Regions from separate parts of the Zea mays genome. Here all the other regions are linked to region 3. A link is a contact called in public Hi-C data. All regions are on one chromosome and are shown on one strand. Each heading gives the region's core, a stretch centred on a gene start, on an enhancer-like site or on the middle of the called end of the contact. The rest is flanking DNA. Distances are from core to core; before and after follow the strand shown.

Region 1 (2,700 bases), core at 171-2,670, 350 kb after region 3:
CCTACCCACTAGGCCACTCCAGCGAGAAGATACGCGCAACACAAGTATGCTACCTACCACCCACTGGCCACTGGTCGGCGGCCAACTTTACGAAGAGCGATGATCAGATATGTGAGCTGTTCCAATGATGCTAACTAGCCGGCAAATCTTCCATTACCAGGACTGGACAGCCAGCTTTCGGCATTCAGGACTCCTACCCAGAAGCAATACATGTTCACTGCTCCTTTGTAAAGCAAACACCTGCAGCGCCTACAACCTTGACGCGTGCACCGTGACTGACAGGGCACACCACGTACGCATTGAGGAAATCGAGCGCCCACGTTGCCATCATTTGAGGCACTGTTTGCTGCCTTGTCTCCGTGCATCGGCAACATGCGCGAGGAGATTTTAAAAAAAATTGCTCAGGAAATGTGCTGCGAGTTCAATGTACACGTACTCGTAAGGGCTACTACACAGAGCACTACAGGTACAGAGTACAGACAACCAGACAGGGTACCGGACCAGTCTGGCATTTGTTTTTTTTTTTACAATTATTCTCAGCGACGTGGTTGCGCTGATTATTCTTAACGCTACTACTGCCAAAGCCAAACCTGTGCTCCTCGTAAGGGACACGCAGTCACCTCGCGCCAAAGCCAGCAACTTGATCGTCCTCTTGTGCCATTACTTGACCCCTCCCCTAGGTAGTAAAAATGGCGAGCGCATGCTTTTGTCATGGCTTGACTTGTTATTAATATATCGTGCGAATAGATCTGGTTTTTGCCATACGACACGGACTTTTCAAGGTTGCTGCTAGTTTTGCGAAAGGAATGTGCCACATTGTTGTCGCTCCTTTTGTGTCTCTGATTAGGTGAGTCGGCAAATGAAGGCAACGACAGAACGAAACGTCATGGTTTATTGACGCCTTTTTTTTTCTGTACCACGATCGCAACTTTCGTAAAAAATGAAGGTCTCGTTTGCAAATGATTTGATCACCAGAAGGATAATGACCATGGCGTGTACATAGGACATGGGAGCCTACTGTGGACTTGAATGTAATGAGTATAGGGTTAGTCGAAATAAGGACGATCCTGCCGTGTCGTGGTGGCTGTTGCGGTAGTGGAGATTGGGTATGGAGCGGTCAGATTTGGTACTCCAATTTTCTTCCCATGGACTCATCCTAGATACAGGAGTGGCTGCTTGACTGTACCAATAGCACGAAGAGACCACGCCTAAACAAGACACCAACGGGACAGGGCGATAAAAATGAAGAGGGACTGAGGGAGGGAGGGAGGGCGCTTCTCTAGGCAGTAGTGAGGTGAGTGAGAGAGACTGAGGAGGCATGTGACCCTCTTCACTCGCTTCACCCTGTTCATCACTCGCTTGTACAAGAAGTCACGCACCAAACGGGCAAGGGCAAACACCACCAAAGAAGGCGAGAACGCACTCCGTCCCTCTCCTCCAGGACCGCCCGCTCTTATCCCGTTTCTCCCTTCTCTGGGCTCGGAGAATCGGAGATGGCGTCCAGCGCCTCTCGGTTCATCAAGTGCGTCACGGTCGGCGACGGTGCCGTGGGCAAGACATGTATGCTCATCTGCTACACCAGCAACAAGTTCCCCACTGTGAGCTCTTCATTTCTCTACCTTATCCCAGTTCCTATTGGCAAAAAGGTTGCTGTGCGATTTCCCGTCAACTTAGGGGATTTCATTACAAGCAATGGTTTTTTCCCTGTTTCTGTTTTCTTGAGGACGGTGTGCTGTGCAAAAGCCCGCACTTCCTCAGTTTAGTTTACTTTGGGTGTGTTTGGGTTGAGGAACAAGATGGTCCATCTTGTTATCACTTCTTACTTTTTTTTTTATTTGGTTTGTGTAATAAAATGAGTTAATTATCACTGACTCATTTCTTATAAGCTAATAATTAGTACGAGAAATGAGTTGATTACGCTAAAATATATGGGATGAACTCATGATGCATCAACTTATAAATCATAAATCATAAGTTGACTCCACAAACCAAACACGCCGTTTGTGTTGTTTTATTGACTCATGCAACGGATCATTTTGTTGGCCTCTAACAGCAATTTTCGATTACTCGTTGCTGATTCATCGAATTTGCGTTCCGCAGGATTACATACCCACGGTGTTCGACAATTTCAGTGCAAATGTCGTTGTGGATGGCACCACGGTGAATTTGGGCCTGTGGGATACCGCAGGTAACTTTTGAGTCTAGTTTGCGAAATCTATTTTTCCAAAAGATTTCTATTTTACCAAAGGAAAATAAACTATTTTATCTTGTTAAAATAAAAATCCCTCAGGAAAATAGTGTTTCCAAACTAGCCATTAGTGTTTTTATTTGTCCTATTAGTGTACCTTTGCGGCCTATGTTTTGTTCAGCTCAACAGAAAATCGAGTCGAAAAGTCTGCTTTTAGAGGATTCTTGGGGTAATTTAAAGTTCACATGACCATATCCTTTGCAGGGCAGGAAGATTACAACCGACTGAGGCCTCTAAGCTACCGTGGTGCAGATGTTTTCGTGCTTGCATTCTCACTTGTGAGTCGAGCTAGCTATGAGAATATCATGAAGAAGGTGGTGAAATGTGCTACCTTGTTTTTTATTTTTTACTTTCTTAAAGTTTGTTTTCATGCTTTTGGAATTTCCTAGAGGCTTGAATGTTTATCCTTTGTTCTTTATTACTCTTCAGTGGATACCGGAGCTTCAGCATTA
Region 2 (2,700 bases), core at 51-2,550, 350 kb before region 3:
CGGCCCGGCCGGCCGGGCATCATATACATACATTGGTTGGCGTACAGGTACGCGCGTAGAATATTGTTAGCTAGATCATGAATGGTGGCGCGACGCGCGTGGACATGGACAAACTCGAGCGTTCGTGCGCTACGCCGATCATGCTCCTAGCTAGCTTAATTGATCATCGTATTGTGGCATCTAGCTTTGTTGCAGTTTTTTCACTGAATTAGATACTAAAACAGTAAAGCTAAGACGATTACTGGACTGGTTATAGTGATAAAAAAAAGGTCTGATGGCCTTAGTCTAACACTGACGATACTGCAGTCTGCAGACATCAGACAGGCGGATGGGGACAGAATTGCGTACGTACGTGCGTATGCTAATAGGGGCATCTTTTGGGTCTGCTGCAGCGGTGTTTCGAGTCGACTCCGTTCTCTTTAATTTAGCAGACAAGTGTAAACTTGACTAGCATGTTTTTTTATTAAGAATCCCGATGCGATTAGAGTGTCTGCTGTGCACGTATGTGTGTGCAGGACAAAACACGTGCTCCGTGTCTTACTGTTGTGTGTGACACTACGTGCATGCATGCATGTAACTTACTAGTAGCAGCATGCTGGCAGTAGATTCCCTTTTGCTAACGTGGATTAGCACGTATATATTCCATTACAAGTCTAGGGATAGAATTTTATGATCGTCTGGAACTTGGAGATACAACGAGGTTCCTCCTCCTACCGGGGATTTTCTCGTAATGCAAGTTGGACCTCACCACGAAAATCTACTATTTGGAAACATTCAGCCCATACTTACTAGATTGGTTTCCGAACTGTAGACCAAGTTGGAGTTGGGTAACCACTCTCTCCGACCGTAGCTGGCAAGCCTGGCCTTGCGGAGCAAGGTGAGGAGAGCTGGGCTGGCCGCGTAGCGTAGACCAGCCAAATCCGCTCTACTTATTCTCCTTCCGTTTACCAGCCAAATCAGCACGTGGCAGATCGGGGGGACACGGACTGCCTACCGGTGGGCTATGCATGAGAGAGGCGAGCTGCCGCAGTGATTAGACAGAGAGAGACACGCGGGCCCAACTCGTCCTCTTTGGCTCTCCCTCTCTCTCTCGTTGCAGACTTGTAGTGCAGTGGAGGCGTGGAGATCGAATCAACTGCTCGTCTGCTCTACAACACCAGACCACCCTTGCTTCCTGTCCCTCCGCTACACGCACTTGCGCTCCGACCCAATCTGGATCCAACCACGAGCCAGCTCGCTATAAAGGCACCCTCTCCCTTTCTGTCTCCCTCACAACTCAGTTATTCTACAGCTTTAATTTTGCAGAGCGACCACCAGTCCAGGTCCAGCGCGGGACGCATCACATACACGCGGTACCTTCGTTCGTTCTCAAGCTTATAGCGCCCGATCGACCCTGCGCGGAGCTAGTTCGTTCGTTCCGGCAGGCGGCGGCAGCGAAGCAGTGCGACGACGACGACGAGGTACGTAGAGAGCGAGAGGATAGATGTCGAGCCGAAGGTCGTCGTCGCACGGCAACATCTCCGAGGACGAGATGAACGAGCTCGTCTCCAAGCTCCAGGCCCTGCTCCCCAGCTCCCGCCGCCGCCGCGGCTCCGGCCAGGTGCGTCGTCGGTCGCGAACAGATGGCTGACCCGCTCAACATCTCCGGGGCGCTGTGCAGTGCATATGCATGCATGCTCGCCTTTTTTTCCAGTTTTAAACGTCTAAAATGCGCGCGGCGGGGCGGGGACATGACATGCATAATGCAGGCGTCGACGGCGAAGCTGCTGAAGGAGACCTGCAGCTACATCAAGAGCCTCCAGCGGGAGGTGGACGACCTCAGCGACCGGCTGTCGGACCTCTTGTCCACCATGGACCACAACAGCCCCGCGGCGGAGATCATCCGAAGCATCCTCCGCTCCTGAGCGCGCGCAAGGGCGAGGTCAACGAACGCCGGCCTCCGATCGATCGCCGACAGCGCGCGCTCTCCGGCCGGCTGGTCACGTGCGGGAGCTGAGCTCAATTAGGTAGCTAGGGTATATATACATATAATATATATATCTACATGTACGTGTATCTACCTTTTCCTTTACCAGTCTCCCTAGATCTGAGATCATGTGGCTAGCTCCGTATAAAAATGTACTAGCCACACGCTGACACGCACACGTATGCATGATGGTCTCTGCGCTAAGCTTCACTGGGTAGTAGGGTATAGCACTAGAGCCTAAGCAAGCTTATCCTCCTCACTTTAGTATAGCTCGCAGCAGCAGCAGTCTCTCGATTCCTCGGCGATCTTCGGTGGCTTAATTGGATCGAGCTGGCTAGTGCGCTCTCTCTCTCTCTCTCATCTCTAGCAGGCAGGAAAAGAGACAACCGACCGACCACTACTAGCCTAGCCTAGAGCAAATTGACTGTCGTTATGATGATGATGATGTACTGCTAAAGCTTTTATTAACGACTTCAATAACATGTACGTCCTGCGGTTAGTGCTTTGTTTTTCACTCACCGTGCCATGCATGGCGTTAAGAAATGCAACCGCTGCGTGTCTGTACTGTATTTAGTGCCCTGCCTTTTCATGCATGTATGTTCCCTGGCACTCTCGGTCCAAATTTTAATTTGTACTTACACGTACGCTCTAGAAACGTGAAACGTCGCGTTTACTTTGGAGATGGAGATCGATTAGGAATTTACGCCTGTACATGCATGGGTCTGGTTTATGCG
Region 3 (2,700 bases), core at 5-2,504:
CTCGTGTCCGTGGCGACGGCGAGGGTGACGAACATCATGTTGAAGGTGACGATGACCTCGATGATGAGCGAGTGCCAGTGCGGCCCCGCCGGCGTGGTGGTGCCCAGCACGGCGATGGGGTGCAGCACGGCCTTGAGCACGAACGACGCGCAGATGGCGCCGGTGAACTGCGCCGCCCAGTAGAACGGGACCTGTACCCAGAAATACAAACGTTACATTAGCATTCTAGGCAAACCAATCCGCCCCGCCGCTAGCCCGCTACAATATTATCTTATTCTAATCCCGCGTGAGCATTATTTGGGTCATGAGTATGTAGTACTAAGCATTCTCTCTCTTGTTTGACTTTCTTTTAGTTGACGATAATAGACATATGATAACTTGGCATCCATTATTATGCCTTAGAAAAGGTGGATAATTTTGCCCATGATCACGCCATGATGACAAGTATATGTGCAGCCGAACGTTTCTGTTAAATAAAATACCCTGACGACCCACTTGTTGTAACCACTTTCGCGTGTCAACGAATGCATATCCGTCCTATGCCCAAACCCCCAGCCATGGCTCAGTTTCGATTTCGACGCAAAGCTAGGAGACCAGGTCTGCGGACGCGTGTACCTGGATCCAGGGGAAATGGCGGAACACGGCGAAGGCGAGCGTGACGGCGGGGTTCATGTGCGCGCCGGAGATGTGGCCGACGGCGTAGATCATCACGGTGACGATGAGGCCGCCGGCGACCGACTGCCCCAGCTGCGAGATGCGGTCCTTGTCGCTGCCGTAGATCCCCGCCGCCCCGCACGTCACGAACACCAGCAGGAACGTGGACACCACCTCCGAGACCACCTGTGGGATCAGTCTACGGTTAACAACAACCAACGGAAACGAAGACGGGATGGACCGGAAGAGAATCTTCATTCTCCGTGACGATGATGGTCGCCGCCATATAGACATGGCATGCGTACGTACCTTCTTGAGGAGGTGGGGAGGGAACATGTCCGCTAGCGACCGGTCGTAGTACGCGGGGGGCAGGCTGCTGGAGTTGTGCACCGCCGTGCCGATGTCGTGGATCTCGTTGTTGAAGTTGGCCCTGGAGTTGGCCCTCGAGTTGGTCGACATTTCCGGCGATCGACCGACGAGCTACGACGCGTGCGCGAGGGCGTGAACTCCTTCCTACGTAGCACTGCGCTCGGCAAGAGGAAGCGGAAGAAGAAGAAGAAGAAGAAGCTCTACTGGCAGCTATCTGTGTCTGCCTCTCTTGCTTGCTCTTCGAGGTAGTGAGCACTCGGCCGGCAGGAGGTATTTATAGCTAGGGAGAGGCCAGAGCCAGGTCCTCCAGGAGTGAGCTGCAGATGCTAGAGGTGGCAGGTACGCAGCGCCTTTTTTATTAGGCCTACTTGTCGGATCCACAGAGGCGCACTGTGTTACTTAGCTAGCTCTCCAATCGGCCGGGGATCATCGCTGTTCAAAACAAATTTTTTTTGGATCCAGCTTCTTCGAACACGTTGTCGGATCGCCATTGGCCGGGATGTATGAACTCGCATGCTTATATCTGCTCTTAATAATTACTCCCTCCGTTCTTTTTTTTATTTGTCTTGTATTAGTTCAAAAATGAATTCGCGTCATCGCCCTCGCGATCGCAATTCGCAAACATATATGAAACGATTCGGGTGTGCAGGCTAAAAACAATTGGGATCGGCAAGTCAGTATAAGGCTGTCTCCGGCAGCGTTCTCTAAATTTCATCCTCTAAAGAAATATTCTATGTCATTTACAGTGTACTCTAAAATATTATGTCCTCTATATTATCTCGTTCTCCAGCAGCGTCCTCTAAATTCCATCCTCTATAGAAATAGTATTACTCATTCTTATTTTATACACAACTTTTCATTAACGAGACCATGTACGGCTCCAACCAGCGCTCTCCATTCGTTTGTCCCAACGTAGAAGAGAGCAGGAGCCAGGCCATAGCGGACGCCTGTACAACCTCTAGGTTTAGAGTGTCCAGCGACGTACGCTACTTTTACCGGACGTTTTGCCGTGTCCTGCTGGGGGATAAAGGAGCTCGTTGTCCTCTAAATTTAAGGTACAAAACCATATACATACCCTTGCTGGAGGTAGCCTAATATACCGCGGGATAAAGCGCGACGTCGAGGTCACGACGGCGATGTAGCAGTGGTGACGAACAAATTCTAAAATAGGGAGGTCACGACGGCTCGACCCCGACTCCCCCGAGCGAGAAAATGCTATTGCAGGGACGTCGTCGCCGGATCGGACTTTGTTGTATAGGTTGGCATTTAGCATATATTCTGCTTCGTAGGATGAGTACACGACACGAGCGAGCCAACCGTACCTCCGAGATCTACCATTGGTCCGTCGAAGGGCGTTGCCGCCATTATTCTTAATTGCAGGGCCAATGGCCGGATTCAAATGATGAGCCAAGTCGTAGATTTGCTTAAGAATGGATTACAATACGGAGTTATCTTAACCACTCCGTGCTTCGGCGTGCATGCTTTTGCTGCAGTTAGCGGCAACTCCGCCGCAGACCGCAGACCTGAATTAAATGAGCTCAGAACCAACGGATGCGTCGGTCGATTGTCACACTAGTGTCGAAACTGACCTGCCACTGGTTTCAAAAAAACGGAAAGAACAACCTGCCACTTTTGAAAAAAATATCATCTTCGTCACTCTAACGATCGATTCCCGGT

What was found. A called contact is a pair of places that touch in the nucleus more often than the background predicts.
Region 1: a contact with region 3 is called in a Hi-C map of endosperm, with 1.7 times the contacts expected there. The contact joins the promoter of LOC541930 here to the promoter of LOC100192638 in region 3. A contact is called at or near these places in 2 of 25 Hi-C or Micro-C datasets (ear and endosperm).
Region 2: a Hi-C map of leaf shows a contact between it and region 3, with 7 times the contacts expected there. The contact joins the promoter of LOC100286033 here to the promoter of LOC100192638 in region 3. A contact is called at or near these places in 4 of 25 Hi-C or Micro-C datasets (bundle sheath, ear, leaf and 1 more).

The regions. Positions count from the first base shown.
Region 1 is chr4:187,510,912-187,513,611 of Zm-B73-REFERENCE-NAM-5.0, forward strand. It overlaps LOC541930 (GTPase protein), which reads left to right and starts at 1,421. Exons shown (of 8, transcript NM_001111593.1): 1 at 1,421-1,598; 2 at 2,101-2,188; 3 at 2,453-2,562; 4 at 2,678-2,700. The coding sequence starts at 1,494.
Region 2 is chr4:186,815,687-186,818,386 of Zm-B73-REFERENCE-NAM-5.0, forward strand. LOC100286033 reads left to right here and starts at 1,301. Exons shown (of 2, transcript NM_001158921.1): 1 at 1,301-1,600; 2 at 1,749-2,534. The coding sequence starts at 1,484. The coding sequence ends at 1,904.
Region 3 is chr4:187,163,038-187,165,737 of Zm-B73-REFERENCE-NAM-5.0, forward strand. It overlaps LOC100192638, which reads right to left and starts at 1,255. Exons shown (of 5, transcript NM_001137852.1): 1 at 964-1,255; 2 at 616-840; 3 at 1-191. The coding sequence starts at 1,113.